Linked DNA regions of Macaca mulatta: region 1 is linked to region 2. A link is a contact called in public Hi-C data. All regions are on one chromosome and are shown on one strand. The core of a region is the stretch at or near the end of the contact, and the rest is flanking DNA. Distances in the headings are between cores, read along the strand shown.

The links. A called contact is a pair of places that touch in the nucleus more often than the background predicts.
Region 1: a contact with region 2 is called in a Hi-C map of cortical neurons, with 4 times the contacts expected there. The contact joins the promoter of CBLN3 here to the promoter of NFATC4 in region 2. A contact is called at or near these places in 7 of 14 Hi-C or Micro-C datasets (CD4 T cells, cortical neurons, fetal cortex germinal zone and 4 more).

What each region holds. Positions count from the first base shown.
Region 1 is chr7:97,550,516-97,557,432 of T2T-MMU8v2.0, reverse strand. CBLN3 (cerebellin 3 precursor) reads left to right here and starts at 5,432. Exons shown (of 3, transcript NM_001194630.1): 1 at 5,432-6,205; 2 at 6,552-6,671. The coding sequence starts at 5,906. KHNYN (KH and NYN domain containing) reads right to left here and starts at 5,674. Exons shown (of 8, transcript XM_028851462.2): 1 at 5,553-5,674; 2 at 4,055-4,272; 3 at 2,391-3,538; 4 at 2,149-2,279; 5 at 1,969-2,065. The coding sequence starts at 5,658.
Region 2 is chr7:97,487,676-97,493,926 of T2T-MMU8v2.0, reverse strand. It overlaps NFATC4 (nuclear factor of activated T cells 4), which reads right to left and starts at 4,590. Exons shown (of 12, transcript XM_028851459.2): 1 at 4,524-4,590; 2 at 4,435-4,521; 3 at 3,216-3,344; 4 at 1,055-2,150. The coding sequence starts at 4,590.

The sequences.
Region 1 (6,917 bases), core at 4,183-6,682, 63 kb before region 2:
TTCTCAACACAAAAACTCACAAATCTCTCCTTTCCCACAAAACCCCAGCCAGAAGGGCGCATTCCTGTAGTGTTTGGTTTATGGTTTCTTTCAGCTCTCTAGTCAAGAATCAGATCTTGTTCCCAGTGTTTCCACCTCCTCCTGCAGGCCATGCACCTAGTACTAAGTGAGCAGTCAGTATTTGAAAGATAGTGTGGTATAGGGGGAACTGGGAGTCAGGATTAGATGTGACAGATATCAGGCTCTGAGCTTCTGTCTGGGAAACAAATTCAGAGAATGACATACAAATGTCTATGGTACACTTGGCCGGACTTGGTGGCTCACGCCTGTAATCCCAGCACTTTGGGAGGCTGACGTGGGCGGATCATGAGGTCAGGAAATCAAGACCACCCTGGCCAACATGGTGAAACCCCGTCTCTACTAAAATGCTAAAAATTAGCCAGGCATAGTGGCATGCACCTGAAGTCCCAGCTACTCGGGAGGCTGAGGTAGGGGAATCACTTGAACCCAGGAGGCGGAGGTTGCAGTGAGCCGAGATCATGCCACTGCACTCCAGTATGCGGACAGAGTAAGGCTCTGTCTCAAAAAAACAAAAACAAAAAGTATATGGTACACTTATGGTATGCAAACGGTATTTTCCAGTTAAGCATATTTTACTATGATCGCATTACACAGTATGTTGTTCAGCAACATTCATTCAGTATGCCTATGCTGTGCACCACTGTGTTTATTCACTGTTATTGGGCAAATTCCCAATTTATATTATGTTATCTGCCAACCAGGTCCCACACAACTGGGCAGACACATGCCTTTAACATTCATTAAAACGAACTCAATCTTCAGTTTCAATTCTGTTTCAATGCAGGTGTGGAAAGAAGGTTCCATATCTTGGGTAATCTGTGAAATCTAGACATAAATAGAATAACATTGGGAGAAAGTAAACTGCTTTTGGGTAGAATACCATTTACTTGTTAAGGAATAGAAGGTAAGTGTTTGAAAAGACAAAGTATATATCACTATGGTTTGGAAACTAATTTTTAAAAACTGAATAATGCCCTAGAGAATAAAGAACTTGTAAATTTTTTAACTTGGCTCTCTAAAATCTGCTCATTTCTCACACCACCTATGCAGACTATGGTAGAAGTGTGCCTTGTATTTTCATTAAAACCATCTGGCAGCTTTGAGGTCTAATTTCCCTTTGCTAAGACAGGTAACCATTCTGACGCTCTGTCTCCACAACTGTAGATTGGAGATATACCCACTGCTACACTGGAGTAGGTCTGTGCAAAGTTACAAAGGAATGTCACTGTACTCTTGCCCAGCACCTTGAGCAAGGCAAGCACATACCTCATCTTTTTCGTATATTCACAAGGAGGGTAAATGAATGGAGGAGGACCCTGAGACAAAGAGGTTAATTCACTAAGAAAAGCTGCACAGTCAAAGTCAATGAGTAGTGCTACATGACGCTCAAATTCAGATCTTCCAATTCTAAATCCAGTGATCTTTCTATTATACCATGTTTTGTACAGTCCTATTATTCGTGGGTTGTTTCTTCATTTTACTTGTTATTTTGATCTTTACTCTGGTTTTTCCAGAATGTTAGGGAAGTTTCTCTGCATGTTTGGAAATTCAGGTTATAAGAAGACATCGTGTCAGCTATTTATGTAACCAGCTTTCCCACCTTTCCACTAAACCAGTATTTTCTAGACAGTAAGGCACTATACAAATATGAGGTATCATTTTGTTTGATGAATGATGAATAGGCAAACATGGTTGTCTACAGTTCGTCTCATCACACCTGCAAGGCAGGTTTACCTACCCGATCATAAGGCACACAGAGGAGTAACTGGCCCTTACCCACCACCAAGGCTTGGAAACAGTGTAAACCACCAGGAGCTTTTCTCTCTCCCTCAATCTTCCACACGGCTCCTTGAATATCAAGCCTGGGGCCAGGAGAGGAGCAAGTACCTGTCATCATAGGAGGAGATCCTCTTGCCATCCATGACTCGTGAGGGTGTGAGGGAGAGCAGGCTGAGGGAATACAGCTTTTGCAGGAAGTGACTCTCTATTAAAAAAGAACATAATAGGGTTCTCCTCAAGGTGGAAACAGAGCCTACCCTGGGACACTGAAGACCAGGCCCAACTCACCTCTGACTTTGGAATCCTTACTGAAGCGCCACTGAGGCACAAAGACAGTTATGTCACGGTGGCCACGGTCCCAGAAGTACTGCACAGCAATGGCAATGCCCCGGCTGGAGAAGTAGTGCTGAAGGCCATGCCTGCAGTGGGAGGGGGTCGGCCAGAGGAGGGGCTTGGCACCCTGGCTACAATGCCAGCCCCTCAGGACATATCCTCCCTCCCCTAGGCCCTCAGCCCCACCAGGTACTCACACCATGGCCACGTTGCTGCCGTCAATGACAATATGGCGGAGGTCTGGCTGGCCAGGCACATTGGCAAGGCACAGTGTGAAAGGATCCTGCAGGGCCTCCTTGAAACGCTGTGTGCCAGTCACCAAGTTGCCCCCTCGGGCACCTCGTTTCCATTGAGGCCCCCGACCCCGTGCCATGCCCTGCTGCTTGTCTCCCCTGTCCCCACCATCTCCCCGGTCTCCCCAGTCACCCCGGTCTCCACAGTGCCATGGGGGTTCTGGTGCAGGCGGAGGGCTGGGCACCCTTGGAGGAGAGGCATTCCCATTGTGGAGCCGCTGGAGGAGGGAGGCTCCTCGGGACTGAGCTGCCCTGTGACAGGAGCCATGGGCACCGGGAGGCTCACGGTGGACACAGACCCCTCCTCCTCCTTGAGTTACCTCCTCCTTCCCCAGGGCCTTCCCTTTCAGGGGTGCTGACTCCCTTAACCCTCCACCCACTGACTGTGGCCTGAGGGCCACTTCTCTCTCCCAGGCCTCTTCCCCAGGCAATTCCTTCCACCCCAAATCCATCTCCCTGGGACCACCCTGTTTCCCTCCCTCCTTTTCCACAGCATAATTGTCTCCCCTTGCTCCCCTGGAATCTCTGGGTCCCACAGATCCAGTGTCCAGGGACTCCCTGCCGTCACTAGGGAGAGCTCTCTCTTCTTGGCACTGAGCACGGAGCAAGCCTGAGCTCCGCCCCTCCCAAGAAGCCAGCGCTCCTGGCCCCTGCCCACTGGACGCCTCCTGCACCAGACTCAGCAGCTCCTCCTGGACAGCCAGGGGCAACTGCAGCAGAGCCTCTCTATGGGCATCCCCCGGCGACTGCAGCAGGGCAGAGAAGTCTCTCAGCACTCCAGTACACTGAGAGGCTCCGGAAGATGGTCCTGGCGTGAAGTCCCAGCTCAGCCGCTCTGTCAGCTCTTCTACCCGGCTCTGAGCCATGACAAAAGCCTCAGTCAGGCCACTGATCATCAGTGTGCCGGGCGCCCTGGGCACCAGATGGGCTGATGTGCTCCAGGCCAGACAGTCAAGGAAGAAGCCCTGGGCTCCCAGAAAGATGCAGTGCAGTTTGGGCGGGTAATGGATTTCATCCTGCAGTTCTGGGCTGCAGAGGCCCTTCAGGTACTCCTGGTTGGGAGGAAGGGAAGGTCAGGAAAAGTAAACTGCTGGAATCCTAACTGGCCTGGGTCACCTCTCCTGGCTCCTTGCTCGCTCCTGAGCTCCAGGATGTCTGAAGTATCCACATGATGTTATTCCCATCTTAGAAATAAGGAAACTGAGACTTCTATCACAAAACTGAGCCATCCTGGAACCCCAGCCTAATCCCAAAGGAAGCAATGTGGCCCAGCCTCCCACCTCACAGTGCATTCCTTGGTGGGGCCAACTTGTTCAGCCAGATCTCTCTACTCTACCAAAGAGCACAGAATGATTTTTGCGAGCCTGGGCTATCACAGAAGAAATTAAGCTGAAACTGAAAACAAATACAGAGTTGGAAAGTCCCTCAAAACTCAGGGGCACTGAGGTTGCCAGTGAGACAACCAAGAAGTCGAGATCCTCCCCAGGCCCCTCCTCTTCCCTGCTCTCCTCCGCCCCGGGGGAAAGCGTCCTTGGTGCCTGGAGGGATGGGGGAGAGAAGGAGTTCACCTTGGCTCTGCTGGCGTTTTCCTTAGGGCCCTCCAGCTGCAGCCAGATGTGGGGGTTGTCCGGACAGTCCTTCGGAAGGACACTCACCCCCACGCTGAAGATGCGCTCCACATGAGGCTGCTGTTCCCGAACCTTGTTCTCAGCCTCCGCAGACACCGCAAAGCGGTCTGGGGACGCGGGGCGGGCCTCCCAGGTAGGCATGGCTGCTGCCCCCAGCCCTGGAAGGGAAGAAGGCAGCTCAGAGCCTCACTGCACCCTCAATCCAAATCCTGGTTTGTGGGACTACACCAGCTATCAACAGGTCGCACCTAGTTAAGGCTCTGGTAAACAGCCCCAGTAGGTGACAAGCATCTGAGTCCACTGGAGGTAGGGAGTATGTCATGCAGGCCTTTCCGGAGAGGAAGTCCCGGTAAACAAGGCTGTCTACCGAGGGTGGGCGTCTGGGCTTTGGAAAACCAAGACCACAGTCCTGAGCAAGAAGGGTGGGGGGCTTCAGCTCTCGGCCTGGAGGCCAGAAGGAGTCTCCTGGGGGACTCTGCAGCTTCTTAAAGACGAATCCTCAGCAGGGGTTTGAACTAGGCTGTCCTCTGGGGGCCCTGGTCTGCCATTTCCAAGGTTCAAGCCACTCCCACCCCTCCCCCAGCCGTCCGCTGCCCCTCTCCGTCACGCCACGAGCACCGCCCAGGGCCCAGGGGCCGGGCCGGGCCGGGCCCGCCCACCGCGGACTGGGACAGCCACCCCGGGCCAGGCCTACTCCGCACCATGGCCCCTCTCCCCTCTCCCGGGCGCGGGGGAGGGGCGCGCCTACCGCCTCCGCCGCCCGCGCCGGCCTCGGGTCCTCTCAGCGCCCGCCGGGCCCCCGCCTTGCCCGCGCCCCTAGCCCAGGGGACAAGGGCAGGGGGCCCGAATCTGGGCGGTCCTTCCCGGGTTCCTCACCCAACGGGGACCTCTCTTGTCCACATCGCACGCAAACTGTTTCTTGAGTCACTTCCTGGCCTGGGGCGGAGTCAGCCCAGCTCCTCCCGGCTGCGCGCCCTCCTCCCAACCCCGCCGCCGCGCCCAGCTGCCCCGACGGGCCCGCTCGGCCTAGTCCCCTCGGCGGCTCCAGGGCTCGCTCCTCGCGCTTCTCCACTCTGTCTCCCCGCCCTCGGGGTCCTCGCGCATTCTGCGCAGTTATTTCTCGGAAAGTGAAACCATGCGTTGAAAGTTGTTTCCCGCGAATAAAGATGTGGCCAACCAAAGAGGCAGCGTGACTGGCTCCACTGGTGCTCTAGGCCCAAGCACTTTCCACCAAAGCAATCGTGGCGGAGGCGAGGGAGGGGGTACCCCGGGTGGAGTACCCCTTTCTTCCAACAAATGGAAAGATGCCACGAAGAAGGGCTGTTGATTTGTGGGGGATTTTGAAGAGAGGAGGAATAGGAGGAGGGGGTTAAGGGGGCTGCCTCTGGCATACGCACACACTCACACATTCTCTCACACCCCTCACACACACACATACCGTGTTCTCCATCCCCCCAGGTCCAGCCTTCAGTGCAGTCCCGTCCAGCAGGGCTGCCCTGAAGCTCTGGCTGCAGCCCTCCCGTCCAGCGGGCGGGCGGCTTCATCCCTCCTCTCTCTCCCAAAGCCCAACTGCTGTCACTGCATGCTCTGCCAAGGAGGAGGGAACTGCAGTGACAGCAGGAGTAAGAGTGGGAGGCAGGACGGAGCCGGGACACAGGTATGGAGAGGGGGTGTAGCGAGCCTAGAGAGGGCAGACGATCAGGGTGCTGGCGGTGAGAGTCCAGGGAGAGGAGCGGAAACAGAAGAGGAGCAGAAGACAGGGGCACTTGTGGGTTGCAGAGCCCCTCAGCCATGTTGGGAGCCAAGCCACACTGGCTACCAGGTCCCCTACACAGTCCCGGGCTTCCCTTGGCTCTGGTGCTTCTGGCCCTGGGGGCCGGGTGGGCCCAGGAGGGGTCAGAGCCCGTCCTGCTGGAGGGGGAGTGCCTTGTGGTCTGTGAGCCTGGGCGAGCTGCCGCAGGGGGGCCCGGAGGAGCAGCCCTGGGAGAGGCGCCCCCTGGGCGAGTGGCATTTGCTGCAGTCCGAAGCCACCACCATGAGCCAGCAGGGGAAACCGGCAATGGCACCAGTGGGGCCATCTACTTCGACCAGGTAATCCCCCTACCCCTGTCCATGGGACCTGGAAGGACCCTGCAAGGACCTGGAAGCAACTGTCCAAGCCCACTTTGCTGTCCCTGAGGCTTTAAGAAAACAGCTTCCTACATCTTTCCCTAATCTGGCCTGTTGCTGCTCCACCCGACCAATGATTTCCCCTCCCTCCACCCATACGCAGCCCCTCCTTGCCCCTTCTCACCATTTCTTTTGAATCTGTTCATGCCTATTAACTCCTACTTGCCACTCCTTCTATTCATTACTCACTGCCCCTGCCCAGTCCCCATGGTACCCCTGAGCCATGGGCATTTCCTGAGCCCCACTCAGCAGGCTCTGCTTCCCCCAGGTCCTGGTGAATGAGGGCGGTGGCTTTGACCGGGCCTCCGGCTCCTTCGTAGCCCCTGTCCGGGGTGTCTACAGCTTCCGGTTCCATGTGGTGAAAGTGTACAACCGCCAAACTGTCCAGGTGACCTCAGCACTGGTCCCCATCCCTGGCTCAGGAGGGGAGGGAGGGGGAAGAAGTGGAGCCCAGCTGACCTCCAGGTGGACCCTCCACTGACCTGTGTCCTGGAAGCCAGGACCAGGGGAGGAATGGGCCTACCTTGCATTGAGTGTGGAGGATGTGCAGAGTCCAATGCTGGCCACTCCTCAGCCCTCCCAGGAGAGCCCATTAAGACCCAGCTTCCCAAGAGGAAGCCCCTGGGAAAGTGGG
Region 2 (6,251 bases), core at 3,341-5,840:
CTGACAGACCTAGGACTGAGTACATTCTGCTCCCAAGCCAGCTCTCTTTCCACTAGTTGGGGCTTGATAGGTGGAGTTCCAGGGAGCTAAGGGTTTCAGATGGGACAACTTATCCTGTATTGTGCTCCCCGATACCCTAGGACAGTGGATCTCAACTGGTAATTGCCCCCCAAGTAATTGCCCAGATATTTGGCAATGTCTGAAGACATTTTTGGTTTTCCCAACTAGGGGAGTGGGTGCTACTAGTATCTAATGGGTAGAGGCCAGGGGTGCTGCTAAACCATCCTATAATGTCCAGTACACCCCCACACAACAAAGAATTATCCTGCTCAAAATAGTAGTGCTGAATTAATAGAGCTGAGGTTGAGAAACTTTGCCCTATGGGAAACCCAGGGGTCCCAGTGTTAACGTTTCTTTCCCCTAGAAACGTTTCTGGACAGAACCAGCTCAAGATTTAGGATTATTGAAATGGGCAAGATTCTCTGAGAGTGGAAGGAATAGAACTGCAAGTTTTAATATGAATTATTTGACTTGCAAATATCTGCTATTTTATTCAAGTTAGCAGCTATACTTTTAAGCCGCTAGGTCAGGCTCTAGAAATTGAGGAATGGAGAAAGGGAATTTCCTGCAACAGAGTGGAAATCTGCTTAGGTCTGGCACCTATTGAAAGGGCCAGAGTGGAAGGCTGAAATCCAGGCCAAGTTCCACACTCAGCCACATGCCAGTGCAGAGCTGGGTCTTGGGAGCACTCTATAGGCTACAGGAACACCTCCTTAACCTAGTTGATCCTCCTACAATAGCTGGGGGTGGGAGGGTAGAGGGGCTTTTTCTAATTGGCCCACAAGGAACTGTTGCCCTTTTGTAAATCATCAAGAGGTGCACTTTTTTTCTAATTCTCTTTAAAACCAGGTAGTTGGCAGCTGCTAAGCTGGTTGCAGATTCTCTTTTGAAATTCAGGGGGCATGAAACTAATGTCTTAAAATCCCTCCCTTGACCCTCCTGCTCCCCTAGTGGAATGGCTGGAGAGAGCGGTGGTGCCAGGCGCAACCCTCACCTGAAGATAGGGCTGTGTCCCCCAATCCGGGCCTTGGACCAAGCGAGTGGGGAGGGCACTGCCAGGTAGTCCATGCCAGCCACCTCCTTCCGGGGACCTCCTGGAGGAGCCACAGACTCCTCTGCTCCCAAGGGCAGCTTCCCATTGCATGGGGCAGGCTCCTCAGACCGAGGCAGAGCCACCGCCTGCTCGCTGGAAGTCCGCCGTGTCTTCTGAGGGATGCTCTCAGCTGGTGGGGCCCCCACATAGTCAAAGGGACCAGGGGAGCCAGGATCCCGGGCCAGAGGCAATGGGGGTGGTGGAGGTGGCTCAGACCCCTCTTCCCCCAGGCTGCCACGGCGGGACAGAGCTGGAGAGGCTGAAGATGGGGTTCCCGAGCTGGAATAGCGCCGCTTGCCACATGGAGAGGCAGGTCGGGGGGAGGCTGGGGTGGGCCCAGGAGCACTGAGGAGTAGCCAGTTATCCTCTGGCCCTCGGCCTCCGGGGCTTGGACCATACAGGCTCCAGGGATCTTCGGGGGTCCATGGCCGAGGGGAGGCCCTGGGCGAGGGCAGCGGGGAGCCCAGGCCAAAGCGGGAGGCCGCCTCATTTAGCTCAGACTCCACCTCGTCGCAGGCTGCATACAGGGCTGCCTCGTCAGAGGCATCGGAGAAGAAGCTCCACGAGGACAGGCTGCTGCTGCCAGGGCTTGGGCTGAAGAAGGCCCCCCCACCCTGGCCCCCTGCCTCTCGGTAGCCCCCAAAGCCTTCTGGTGGGGGGTAATCTCTAGGAGAGCCGTCCCCCCAGGTATCAGGGTTGTCCTCCAGCGCCGCCGGCGGCTCCGGCGTGGGAGAGATGGAGGTGATGCGGATGCTGGGACACTCGAGAACACGGCCACCCCCAGCACCCCCAGCACCCCCTCCTGGTCCTCCCAGCCTCACCGACCGGGCGGGCTGGCTCTCCCAGGTACCAGGTGAGGGGGCTGGGCGCGGCGGTGGCGAATGCATGCCAGGTCGAGGGGGTGGAGGTCGGGGAATACCGATAGGTGCAGCGCCATAGGGAGGGGGCTCTCCCAAGGCCAGACGGCAGCATGGCGGGGCATCCTCTGAGTCCAGTTCTGTCAAAATGGGAAGAGGAGCAGAGGGAGAGGGGGAAAGAGAGAAGCAGGTGAGATGGCTAGGTTCCTTAAGTGGCCAGGCCCCCAGGCCCCAAGTCCTCCTATGCTCCCTGCCCCTCAGCAAGGAGACCTTCTGAGCCACAAGACAAAAGCAGAGTTGGACCTGGGAAGATGGAGGAGATTGAAGCAGGCATGCCAGGACTTTGCCCACTGGCCCCTGGATCCTGGGACCGAGGGTACCCGATCTGGTGGGTCTTAAGGTGAGAGAGGTGGGTCCAGAGGGGCTGGAGCTGGGGCTGGGCCTGGAGGCGTGTTTCTTGAGGCACTGGGCTGGACTGGGGGCGACTCACACATGAACCCAATTAGCAGCGGTTCCCAAACCCCCAAACGGCGCTGGCAGGAGCCCCAGTTGCCATCGCAACCGTGGCCAGAGGGGAGGGGGGCGTCAGGGCTGTGGTGACGAGGGGAGGTGGCTCCTCCTTCTCTCCCCGCCATCGGGGGCGGAGGTGCAGCCGAGGGGGTGATGCGTGCCGGGCCCAGCCGGGGGAAGGGGGGCAGCGGGCAGCGCGGATTCGTGCGAGCGGCAGCCGCCGCCCCCGGCTCGGTCCCCGCCATCTGCCTCTCATTGCGGCCAGACGGGGGAGGGGGAGGGGCGCCCCGGCGAGGCCTGACAGCGCCCCCAGCCCCGGGCGTCCAGTCGGCCGGGCCAGGGCTCGGGCTGCCAGCCGCCAGCTCCAGCGCCGAACCTCCCCTTTCCCTGGCGGCGCCTGGTGCTCTTGGGGCCGCCGTTCCCGCCCGCCCCCCAGTTCAGTGACAGGCGGCCCAGCCGGGAGGCGGCGCACAGCCAATAGCACCCCCACCCCCACCCCAGTCACGACCTAAAAAGGAGAAAGTGGTGCCCGGGCCCCCAGCCTCACTTCCGCAGGCCAACAAGCTCCCCCGACTCCCTTCGACCTCTGACTCCCTCACCCCCCACCCTAGGCTCGCTGCCTTAAATTCCCCAGACTCAGGATCCCCGGCCCTCCTCTCACTGACCCCAAGACCCCTTCCCAGCCCCGGACTAACCTTCCCCCAATCCCCCCGCGCCCAGCGGGGGGGCCTCCTTTTCCTCCCCGAACACCAGCTTAAATTCCAGCTCCTCATCCTCGCAGCTGGCCGCCCCCATGGATCCGGCAGGAGCCCCCAGGTCCCGGCCTGGGTGGGAGGGGGGAGCTCAGGAGGCTGCTGTATCTTCACCCGGGTGGCTCCCTCCCTCCCTTTCTCTGAGAAGCCCCCTCCTCCGTCGCTGCCGCCTCCCTCCAGAAGCCCCCTCGTTATTATAGAAACTTTTCCAAACTTTTTTCCCCCAAACTTCTTCAAAGCGGCCCCCCCCAGCCTGTCCCTGATTGGCTGCCGGGGATGCTCCAGCCCCTCCTCCAGGGATGAGATGGGAAAACCACGCGCCCCTCGTCCTCCCCCACCCTCCCTCCCTCTGTCTTCTCTTCAGTCCCTCCCCCTCAAAAAAAAAAAAAAAAAAAAAACTGAATTGGAAAACGGTCCTTCAAGAGTGATACTAATGTTGCCTATTGGTCCGCCGTTGTGACAATCATTTCCCTCAGGGAGCCCAGCCCCCACCTCCCATAGTCTCAGTTCAAGGTTCTGGGTCCGAGAGCTTTAAAGGGGCCACATCCTGGGCCCCCAGGGTAGAGAGCCCACGGAAGACCCTTTTTTAAGTTCTGAAGACTGTGTAGATAGCACCTAGCAAGGCGGAACCACTTATCCTCCCCTTTCCCTCCAAGCCTGGCGCCAGGAGGGTCCTGGGGCAGAGTGGCACCGAGCTGCTCGGAAGAGGAAAAGGCTATTCTTCCAGGTCCCTTGCCTGGGGCTACTTTGCCCGGGCCTTCTGGAAGTCTTTTGCCCTGCCGAATCAGTGCCTCCATTAGCCATTCCTCAACGACCCCCAAAGATGAAGAACCCTTAGCCAGCCTGGATGCCTCTGGGAGCAGTCCCAGCCAAAGAGTCTTTGAGAACTGTCCCTAGGCCCACAGCCCTTGATGGGCGTAGATCCAGGCCAGGCTTTGCCACTGCCCTTGTCCCAGCCACCCAGAGGGGCCATGAATTGGCCTCCACGGGAAGTTGGTTCCCTCCTCCCTAGAACTGTAGTTTGGAATGAATCTGTGACCCGATAGCATCCCACTCCGGCTCTTCTAAAAATCCTTGCCAGGTTTACTAGGGGCCTGAAACCTCGGGACCCTGTGGGCTCCCCCTCCCCCGCTGCCCCCGCCCGGGGCTGGACACCTGTCACCTGGGCTGGAGGAGGAAGGAAGACCCGGACTGGAGTTTCCGGGAAAGTCAGGCTTGGAGAGGCCTGGGTTGTGTGAGAGGGAGTTAGGAGATTCGTGACTCGGTGGGAGATACTGGCAAGGCTGGTGGGTAGGAGGGATGGGAGGGTGGTTATCATTTTCTCCCACACAGTTTCAAACCTGAGAGGCCGCAGCGTCTCCAGTCTCTAAATCCCTCCGGTTCAGGGCCGCACCCCCAACCCCGCCCCATCCCAGCAACAAAACGGTTAAGCTACGGCCCCGGGTCAGACGTTTACAAACACTCAGAAGCCGGGCGGGGACCGCGCCCGTTACTCTAATGAGAAACAGGCTCTACGGGACTGGGGAAAGAAGGGAGGGCTCGCCCGACGGGCCGGAGCTCTGCTGCAGCCGAGGCGGCTTCCCTTCCTCCCCTCGGTCCTCCCTCGGGCCCGCCCAGGGGACCCCCCCAACCCCCGGGGACCCCAGTGACGTGCGGAGCTGCCCCGGCTCCGAGCCCAGGGCCGCAACACAGGAGGGGCGGGGAGAAGAGGCCAGGCCGGCGGGGAGAGAAGAATGTTCCGAGGCCGAGCGGGAGGCGGCCTGGTTTGATTTTCTTCTTTTTTTTTTTTTTTTTCCTTTGGTTGGTCTCCTCAGGTTACACTTCCCTTCCAGCTTCATCTCGGAAATAAAGGAAGGAGAAACACACGGGGAGGGAGGACAAGGAACACCTCGACCCATCAACCAGCCTGTACCTAAGAGGACAAGGGAGGTGGGAAGCTGAGGCGAGAAAGGCAGGGATAGAGAGCCCGAGACCCAGCCCCTGTTCCCCCAGACTCTGCCCCTCCCCGGGCCCCCTCACTGCCCGCACAGCACATGCAGACGCGCACATTCTTTTCAAATGTCATATTTCCTTTGATCCTGGGCAGCGTTTCTCCATGTGTCTGGCTCAGCTCCTGCCCAGTCAACCGCCTTCCCCTCTCACCCCCCTTTGTTTTCCTGGAGAACCCTCCTCCTCCTAGCATCTGGAAGGCCCTGAGGGCTGGCGTCGGCCCTGGTTCCCCTGATGACTCTGGCCTCTCCTCCCAGTGACTCAATTTCCCCTCCATGGGTGTTGGGGGTAGGGAAGGAAGGCGTAGAGGGGAGAGTGGTTGAGATTGCTCAGAGTGCCAAGCTTCTCTGAGGCGGGGGGCGGGGAGCATCCCCTTGACTCTGAAAACCCTCCAATCTGTCTCGGCTGCGGCAGAGAGATGGAACTTATGACTTCTGAAATGTTCGGCCTGGAGTTGGAGCCTGGGCAACAGCGGGTAGTTGCAGTTAGGTTGCCCTGCACTTCTGCCCCCTGGCGACCACAAAGACCCAGCCGCCCTTCCTCGGTTCGCGGTTTCTTGCGCCGCCTGGCCTCGGTCTTAGCTCCGCTGCCTCCTAGCGCACATACGGGAGCACAGCTCGGCTTTCTTACCTTGGTTGGTGGCTTCTGCTCTGCACTTTAACAAGCATCATTCAACTGCCTTGGAGGTGGACGTTATTTATTTCTTTTTTTAATTACACAAGATGCAGTCTTCTCTTTTTCCCCAGAGGTCTAAATAAAGCTAACTAATATGCATTCTTCTTGTAAACAATCCAAGCTATACAAAAATATGTAGTAAACCGTGATGGTCCACCATTTTCTATGCCTTTATTAACATGTACACACACACACACACATGCTCTTTTTATGCGCGTGACAAACATTTTTCTTGCTTTTTTTTTCCAGTTATCAAACGGTTTGAAGATCCTTTCCCATAGTACCACCTGAAAATAATGATGAAAATGCCCACCT